2 separate regions of the Manis pentadactyla genome follow, and region 2 is linked to region 1. A link is a contact called in public Hi-C data. All regions are on one chromosome and are shown on one strand. The core of a region is the stretch at or near the end of the contact, and the rest is flanking DNA. Distances in the headings are between cores, read along the strand shown. Region 1 holds the start of LOC130680865 (glutathione S-transferase theta-1-like). Region 2 holds the start of GGT5 (gamma-glutamyltransferase 5).

What was found. A called contact is a pair of places that touch in the nucleus more often than the background predicts.
Region 2: a Hi-C map of skin fibroblasts shows a contact between it and region 1, with 6 times the contacts expected there. The contact joins the promoter of GGT5 here to the promoter of LOC130680865 in region 1. A contact is called at or near these places in 2 of 3 Hi-C or Micro-C datasets (fibroblasts and skin fibroblasts).

Annotation. Positions count from the first base shown.
Region 1 is chr14:4,887,481-4,892,215 of mManPen7.hap1, forward strand. LOC130680865 (glutathione S-transferase theta-1-like) reads left to right here and starts at 2,511. Exons shown (of 5, transcript XM_057492478.1): 1 at 2,511-2,843; 2 at 2,920-3,007; 3 at 3,794-3,944; 4 at 4,228-4,404; 5 at 4,487-4,732. The coding sequence starts at 2,732. The coding sequence ends at 4,687.
Region 2 is chr14:5,123,076-5,127,617 of mManPen7.hap1, forward strand. GGT5 (gamma-glutamyltransferase 5) reads right to left here and starts at 2,891. Exons shown (of 13, transcript XM_057492057.1): 1 at 2,714-2,891; 2 at 2,309-2,613. The coding sequence starts at 2,481.

The DNA.
Region 1 (4,735 bases), core at 1,261-3,760:
TTTTTGCTTTTGTTTCCCTTGCCTGACGAGATGCGTTCAGGAAAAAATTGCTCATGTTTATATTCAAGAGATGTTTGCCTATGTTTTCTTCTAAGAGTTTTATGGTTTCATGACTTACATTCAGGTCTTTGATCCATTTTGAGTTTACTTTTGTGTATGGGGTTAAACAATAATCCAGTTTCATTCTCTTACATGTAGCTGTCCAGTTTTGCCAACACCAGCTGTTGAAGAGGCTGTCATTTCTCACTGTATATCCATGGCTCCTTTATAGTATATTAATTGGCTGTATATGTTTGGGTTTATATCTGGGCTCTCTATTCTGTTCCATTGATCTATGGGTCTGTTCTTGTGCCAGTACCAAATTGTCTTGATTACTGTAGCTTTGTAGTAGAGCTTGAAGTTGGGGAGCATAATCCCCCCTGCTTTATTCTTCCTTCTCAGGATTGCTTTGGCTATTCGGGGTCTTTTGTTCCATATGAATTTTAGAACTATTTTCTCTAGTTCATTGAAGAATGCTATTGGTATTTTGATAGGGATTGCATTGAATCTGTATATTGCTTTGGGCAGGATGGCCATTTTGACAATGTTAATTCTTCCTATCCATAAACACGGGATGTGTTTCCATTTATTGGTGCCTTCTTTAATTTCTCTCATGAGTGTCTTGTAGTTTTCAGGATATAGGTCTTTCACCTCCTTGGTTAGGTTCCTGTGACCTTTTCACATCATTTGTGAAGGGCGCTGGTATGTTGCCTAAGGCAGGTATTTGGGATATGGATGGATAATCATCTTTGTACCTGTGGTCCTTACTGAGGTCCATGTGAGCGCAGCAGTGAATGCCCCTGAGCCCACCTAGCTATCGCCGGCTTCACTGAGATCTGAGCCCAGGGGGACTAAAGTCCTGTCACCTCACCTTCTGTACCCTGCCCTTTTGACCCTCTCTGTGGGCCCAGGGAGTGGGGCTCCTTCCTACCCTGCTCCAGCTGTCCTTTTTCACGGGAAGTGGTTAAAGTCCTGCCCACAGAAGCCTCATCCTGTTCTTTCCCTCGTGACTTTACACCTTTTTATTCTGTGACTAGCATCTTAGCGGGAGCTCTGGAGGAAACACTGCAGCGTCTGTAATCACCACAAGGCCTGTTTCATAATCAAGGGCTCCCCAGCCAACTGTTCTGTGACCAACCACAAAACACTTACGCAACTGCACGGGAGCAGCACAGACACCACCAGTCAAAGGACGCGCCATTCACAGTTCTCCTTACTGACGGCTCTGTTTTCATTTGACACATTGTTTTCTGATGGGAGGGCCAGGGGCTCCCCAGTGGACACCACGTGCCTCACACAGCCACAGTTCTTGGATGGGACAGTAGATGTCACTGCCAACCAATAAATGGAGTTCTTAACATCATTTTGTAAGCCTGCCTCTCGATGCCCTCCCTCGGTCTACCTGTGCCATTCCCAGCCTGGAGGACCCCAGGTGGCCCCATACTATACCTGTCCCTCTCTGAGAGGTCAGGCTTCTCAGCACAGCATGTGGGTATATGTGTGGAGGGACCACAGGTCAGGTTCGCTGTTATTATGGACTGAAGCACCCCCCCGCCAAATCTATGTGTCGACGCCCTAAGCCCCAGTGCCCGCCTGCCCTGCCCGGTGGGCGTCTCCCCTCTGAGGTCCTGTTCTGGCTGCCTCCCTTTCACAGATCCCTCATGCCAGCTTGCTTTCCTGGGCCTTTTCTGTCTGCCTCCAGAGGGGTGGGTGGTGGCAGCCTGTGCCCTCCTGATCACCCCCACCTCTGGCTGCTTTTTCATTGTTCACAGCTGGATGGTTTTGCTTTCAACCAACACTTCAACAAAGTATGCAAGTAAATAAACAATAAAGTTAAACTGTCACTCTGAGCGCAGTGAAGGTGATGGGGACGTCTTAGAGGGTGGCCACAGCTGAACTAGCCGTGCTGTGCAGCAGTGCAAGGAGGGGGGCAGTGGGGCCCCCAGGTGGCCTGGCAGGAGGAGTGGCAGAAGACTCCCTGGAATTGACCTTGAGTCCAGAACTGGTGTTCTGGGCAGGGGTTTGGGCCCAAGCTAAAGCTGGGCATGAAAATTGGACCAGGTTGGTGTGAGGAAGACGGAAGACACCCAGGGGTCTGGCCTGAGCAGGGCGTCGGGGAGGAGGGCCCTGGAGGGGGACAGTTACAAGGAAATGTCTTAAGATGTAAGCATGCTGGAGAGAGAGGCCTGGTCTGTGGGAGCTCGTGTGTGTGTGTGTGTGCGCGCGCGCGCGCGTGTGTGTGTGTGTGTGTGTGTGCGCGCGCGCGGCACAGGCGTGGTGGGAGGAATAACGCAGAAGGCCTTAAACGCCCAGAGTGGTGCCCGCCGGCCTGCCCCAGTCAGCTCCCCCTGGAGGAATGTGAAGGCCCCCCAGCAGCCGGGAAACAGGGGGGGCGGGGCGCAGGCGGAGGGAAGGGGCGGCGGGTGGGAGAGCCCAGACGCTTGCAGCTGCACCAAGGAGGGGAGGCTGGGCTTCCCGACAACCAGAGGCCAGCCCCCAGCGGGGGCACAGTCCGCCCCTCCTCCAGGCCAAAGGCCCGGAGGGGCGGCACCCTGGCGGGGCGCCCAGACAGCCGGCGCGAAAGCAGGCCTCAGGGAGGGGCACAGACCTCGGGCCCCGTTCTGGATGGGCCGGCAACCGCGCCGGAGGCAGGCCCGGGCGGAGGCGCGCGGGGCAGGCGGCGGGCGCGGCGATGGCGCCGGAGCTGTTTCTGGACCTGTACTCGCCCCCCTGCCGTGCCGTCTACATTTTCGCCAGGAAGAACGGCATCCCCTTTGCGCTGCGGCCGGTGGATCTGGGACGGGGTGAGCCGGGTGGCTGGACCGGGGAGGGGGTGTCCGGGGCCGCACCCTGCTGAGCCTCCCCGCCTCTCTCCCCCAGGGGAGCACCTGAAGCCCGAATTCCTGAAGGTGAACCCCCTGGGGAAGGTGCCCGCCCTCAGGGACGGGGACTTCCTGCTGTCTGAGAGGTAAGGGCCCGGGGGCTGCCCAGGCTGCAGGCCGGGCGCGGGGAGGAGGCAGGCGGAGAGGCGAGCGCCCTGGCTCGCGGCCTACGGAACGGCCGGCCCCTCCCTCCTCTGCTCCAAGGCGGGGGCTGGACCCGGGGGCTGGGCCGCCGCAGGGCCTAAGCTGGGAGCCTCAGCATGGGCACTGACGTCACCGACCCAGCCAGGCCTGGGCCCGCGGAGGCAGCAGGGAAGACCCAGGCTTGAGGTTAGCCCTGCCCACATGTCCCAAGCATGTCCTCTCAGAGTCACAGGGGCTTGGCAGCCCCAGGGCTACACTGAGCTCTGAACCCCAGACTCTCACATCCTCACATAACCACCTCCCAGGGCTTGCCCAAGGATGGAAACTGGGCACCAAGTGCCAGGAGCCCAAGGGGGATCAAGAGAGGGGGCCTCTCTTAGACTCACACCCAGATCCTGGTCTCCAGGGAGAACTGGCCAGGAAGGGAGCTTGGAGACCCCTTGGGCAGGTGCCCAGGCCAGGTCTGCCTCCTCATGATTGATAGGACCCTGATACCAGAAAGCTGGGTATAGAGGCAGAGGGTGGGCTGGGGTAACAATGGGGAGGAGTCTAGGAAGGGGCAGTTGAGGAATGGAGCAGTTTGATAGGGGTGAGATGCCTCTTGGGGGAGAGGATGTCCTTCCCTGGAGGGGGAGGTCAGAGAAAGCCAGTCAAATCACCCTGCTGTGGGAGATGGAGCTGCTCAGCCCTGGCGGGGTGAGGAGATCTCTGATACCACCTGCCCGCAGTGTGGCCATCCTTTTATACCTGAGCCGCAAGTACCAGACAGCGGCCCACTGGTACCCACCTGAGCTGCAGGCCCGTGCCCGTGTGGACGAGTACCTGGCATGGCAGCACGCTGCCATCCAGCTGCCTGCCGCCAACGTCTACCTGTGTAAGGTGAGCCTCTCTGCCCTATCATGCAGGCCTGGCCAGGAGCCAGGACCCCCAGAGCTGGAAAGGACCAGTTGGCACACATACCACCTCCCTTACACTGCCTCAGTCAGACATTACTAATCTATTGCAGCACTGTTTCCCCTGAGCCTGAATGAGTCCTCAGAATCCTTCTAAACGCAGAGCCCCCAAGGGCTTCACTAATGGATGGTGGCCAGGGAAGGGTAGACAGGAGGCCGAGGAAGTTTGGAGGGGCCTGGGATAACTTCCCCCTTTCCTCCGGGCCCAGTCTCTCCTGCCCTACTTCTCGGGGCAACCTGTGGACCCCACAAAGCTGGAACAGCTGCTGGGGAAGCTCACTCCTTCACTGCAGCACCTGGATCAGAAAGTCCTGGCAGCCAGGCCCTTCCTAGCCTCTGAGCAGCTCTCCTTGGCAGATCTGATAGCATTCACGGACCTGATGCAGGTGAGGTTCTGTGCTGGCTTGCCCTCTGGGGGACTCTGGGTGCAGAGATGAGCCCCCCACCCCAGCTGCCCTGTCTCCCCAGCCCACTGCTGTTGGCTGCGACGTCTTCCAAGACAGGCCCCGTCTGGCAGCGTGGCGGGCCCGTGTGGAGGCTGCACTGGGCCCTCAGCTCATCCAGGAGGCTCACAGGCTCGTGCTACAGCCACGGGACCCCCAATTGGTCCAGCAGAACCCCCAGCTGGCCCAGGAGCTGGTGCAGCGGCTGCAGGAGCGGCTCCGCTGAGGGAGCTGCACTCTCCTGCCTGCAATAAACATGCTGTGTGCCCTCCAC
Region 2 (4,542 bases), core at 1,641-4,140, 240 kb after region 1:
ACAGACCCCTGGGTGCATCTGTGGCAGCTGACAAGGCCCTTCTCTAGGGGCCCATCCCCAGCCTCGCCTCCGCAGCCCGGTGCCAGCCTGGATGCCCCCACCCAGGAGTGCTCTGAGCCCCCACCAGCCTCCTCTTCAACTACGCACTTGACCAATAAAGCCCTGGCCTTTACAGGCTGAGCCTAGAGGCTGGGCGGACACTGGGGTCCCAGGCATGGGGTGGGGGTTCTGGGAAGACCCCCCCAGCAGCCCTGGGGCGTTTCCATCCCTGCAGGGGGCGTGGAGAATCATGGCCCCAGCTGGGCCTGCCCACTCTGCGACATTAGCAAGGTCTCTTTGTGTGGGCCTAGTTTCCTCATAAGTCAAGTGGGACAGTGGATCCCACTGAAGATCCCGTGGGAGGCAGACAGATGTCACAAAGCCTAAAGGCCACCAATGACCCTGAAGCCCACACAGTCTCCCTAGACGGCAAGCACTTACTCCAGGCCTCAGAACACCCAGTTTGCTCACAAGCCTAACCTACTGGGATATCCCCCCACAAGATGGCAGGCTGGGGGGAAGGGACCTCACTGCCTCCACGCATCCACTGTATGTCCACTAGGCGTGGTGCTAGGTCTCCTGCGTAGACCTCAGGAGTGCTTCCCCAGGGGCTGGGGCTGCAGAAGGCGGGGAAGCTGGAGACAGGAGGGAGGGAGGGTGGGCCGCAGGCACGCAGCCCCCACGGAGCCCGCGGCAATCTGGCGGGGGCCCTCGAGGGTGGGATCTTGAGCCCATGTCAGGCGACCCCCATTCCACAGCAACCGGGGCCAGCTCCAGGCTCCCTCCCACTCCTGGCTTCTTAAAACAAGAGCAGGAAGTGGAGAGTGCTGGCTGACGAGTACACGGAGCCCCGGGGAGAAACCACATCCCACATCCGCTAGCCTCACCCAGGGGGTTTGCAGGGAGCTCTGAGGGCTCAGAGCAGAGCCCCAACCCGGGACCCTCATGCACACAGCAGGGCACGCCACGGAGACCCCCCGCCCCAACAGTGACTCGGGGAGCTCCCCAGAGACATAGGGGAACAGCCTCCTGCTCCCGGAGTCCATGTCCCCCTCTGGTCTCTGGGGCCAGAAGCTCCCAGCCCTGTTTACATCTTTGCAACTGTGGGTTCAGGTTGACCCCTCACCTCTGCATGTTCTCCAGGGCATGGGGTAGGGGCAGGCTCGCCCACCCATCCTCCAGCCCCCCACCTGTCCCTGGGCTGCCACATCGGCCACTGCCATCCTAGGAGCCCGGAGGGAGGGGCAGGAAGCCCTGTGACAGCCCAGGGAACGAGGTCTGGAAGGGGTCCTGGAAGGAGAGGCTCACAGACGCAGGGAAGAAGAATGAACAGAAAGAGGACCGACGGGAACAGGAGAGCCCGCAGGAGGCGGAAGCCCCAGTGAGGGACACTGGGTGCCCAGTGGCCCCTGGGGGCCACACTGCCCCTGCTCTGGGACCCACCCCTTCGGCTCCCAAAGCATTTCTGATTCTGACAGTCAGTGAGGCAGATACTCCGGCTAGCAGACCAGGCTGGCAGCAAAGGCAGGGTGCTTGCTCAGGCTCCTACAAGCCCCAGCGGGGAGGGGGCAGAGGCGTCCTGCCACGTTCCACCCGGTGACCAGGGAAGCTTCCCATGGGCTGGGCTTCCTGGAAAAGGGCTGGGAAATGCCAACTGGGGACCCCTCAACCACCCCTCCTTGCTCTGACCGGCCAGACATCAGTCACTCTGCCCACTGCTGGCCCCAGGCCCTGGCACAGACTCGGGGGAGCTGGGGGGTCGGGGAGAAGTTGGGACTCAGCCCAGGCAGGGGCCAAAGTAGGAGATGGGTCCCAGGCAGCACTAAGCACACCCCGGCAGGCTGGGACTCCCATTCAGAGCCCTTGAACCCCCTTGCCCAGGCCTCTGGTTGAAGACCCCAGCCTTAGAGAATTGACAGGCCTCTCTGAAGGGGCCAGCACGGCCCATCAGGGGCAGTGGAGGCCAGACTGGTGACATTGAGGCAGTGCCCTCTCTGGGCCTCCTGAGCTCTGGAGCTGCTCCCGGACACACACCACCTCTGTTCGGCCCACACGGTCCTCACCTCAAACCCCAGTCTGCCCCATCCACACACCTGTCGCCTGTTTTGTGCAAGGGCCCTGGGGCTGCTTCCTTGCTGGAGCCCAAACCCACGTGGTGCCCACATGCACACGCACACATGCACCTCCTCCACACTCTCCACACCGGTCACAAAGTCCCCGGAGGGCCCAGCCGCCGAGGGCCACCGGCTCCCATCCACCTCTTACTCACCGTCCAATATCTGAGCAGACCTTGGAGTCGCTGGCAACTGCAGCGTGGGCAAAGGCAGGGGGGCCACAGTGGGCCTGGTGGCGAGAGATGAGCACGGCAGGCACGATGACAGCCAGGGCCAGCCCCAGCCCCAGCAGGACCGCGCCGACCACCACCCCACGGCTCCGGGCCATGGCTGCCACTCGGCGGGTCCAGGAGGCAGGATCAGTGCACAAGCCAGTGTGCGGTGACTCACAGATGACTGGACAGACAGACAGACAGACAGACGGAGCAGGAGACAAGCAAAGGACCGATGGGCCAGATTGCTGGACAGAGGAGAGTAAGAGAAGATGGTCAGACAATTGGACAGAGACGGGATTACCGACGCTGGACAGACAGATGGGTTACAGGTGAAGAGCACACAACCTGGCAGACACGTGGGTGAGCAGGCGGCAGGCTAGCAGCGATCGGAGCGCTGTCCCCCTCGAGCGCTCGCTACAGAGGCAGGACTGGCCACATGTCTGAACTTCCAGTTTCCAGCCCTTGCTCTCAGCTCCGGCAGGATGCCAAGAAGCAGCGTGTTCATGGGGAGTTTTCCCCTCCAGAGGAGCCAGCCTCGGCTCTTAACTCCTTCCTTGCTGCCAAGGCCCACCCCCTGCAAGCCTGGAATGTGCCAACAGCCCCTTCCCCACCCACCAGCACCAGAGCTGCCCCACCCCATGTGCTTGAGGATGTGGAGTCCACTGTCCCCAGGGGAGCTGGGAGGCAGGGTTCCCAGGGCCCCCACGGCTGCCCTCTGGGTCCCAACAAAGCCAGGCCAGCAGGGCTGAGGCCCGCCTGGCCCCTGGCCCCAGGTCAGGGGCAGAGAGGCAAGGGGGGCCAGCAACGGCAGCCCTCTTGGCACGGCCCTGGCCAGCAGAAGTGCCCCTGAGCACCGCCAGAGCCAGAGGACACTGGGTGTTCAGGGCGCAGAGACAGCGGGAGGGGAGCCCCAAGACGAAGTCACTCAGGACCTGAGTTCAAGTCACCGCTTAGCTGCGGCCAAGCCAGGGCGCCAGGAGTGACCAGGCGGGGGCTTGGCTTCCCAGTTTGCATCAGATGCCGAGGACTTTAGGACGTCTGTGTGAGGAATGCAGATAGGACCCTTGTGCCCACACCACCCTCCACCCAAGTCCCTGGGCAGCCGGAGCAGGAGAGGCTGGGGCGGGCCATCCCGCAGGCCTGTAACCAGAGCTGCCCCGTAGGGTGGGGAGGGCTGTGGGCGCCTGCCTCTCCCCCCACTGTCCCCCCGCCACAGTGACATTGCTCAACCAGGAACCAGAGCGCATTCCCAGGCTGGGCCTGCCCACCCACTGGAAGGCAAGGGAAGCAGGGACAGCAGGGCCGGGGGGAGGGGGGGAGGCAAGTGGGGGGCAGCGCCCCTCCTCTCCCAGCCACGCTGGTGGGGCTGATGCTCGGGTGCAAGGACTGCCAGAGCAGAGGCCCTGGAGAGGAGCCCGGCTGGAGAGGCCCAGCCCGGGGGGGCCCCGAACGCCCCTGTCCAGGAGATGCAGGAGGGAGGGAAGCCTGCCCCCCCGGCCGCCGAGGGAGCCCTTGGTGAGCCCCACGGGCCTGGGGCCCTGGGGTGCACCCTATCCATGTCCTGAAGCCCAAGGAGCTTCGTGACCAGCCCCACCTCCAGGTCATGAGACCTCCCCTCGGGCCTCGCTCTTCTCCCCTGCAAATGGGACCATGGCCTTTCTTCTGGGGCCAAAATGAGGGTGAGGAGAGACTCGCGCACCCCACAGCCCAGTCTCCATCCCCTACGCCCCAGAGCCCAGAGGCCGTGCCCTCCCTCAGACCCCTGCCAGCGCAAAACCCCCATTTCCTCGTGGGCACTTTGGAAGCACCAGGTTTCCCAGCCTCAAGAAGGAGAGCCCAGACCCGGTCTTGCATGGCCTCTGGGCCCCTACCCTCAGGGGCCCCCAGCTCGTGCCCATGGGTCGTGGGTGACACCCCCACCCGCCTTCCCCGGCCTAGTCCAGCACTTCACTTCAGGCGCTTCAACTGAGCGCAGCCAGCCGGCCCTGGGCCGGGGCAGGAGGGCCAGGCCTGGGCGAAGGAAGCAGGGTGCTGTGTCTCCTGTGGGCCGCCTGCCCGCAAGCTCCCCACCCCGGGCCGCGTTCCCGGCCACCTGCCGGTCCAGCCCTGACCCTAAGGACCTGGGGCCTCTCCCAGATCGCTGTTCTCTGAGAACTGGCTGCCCCCCAAGCGGC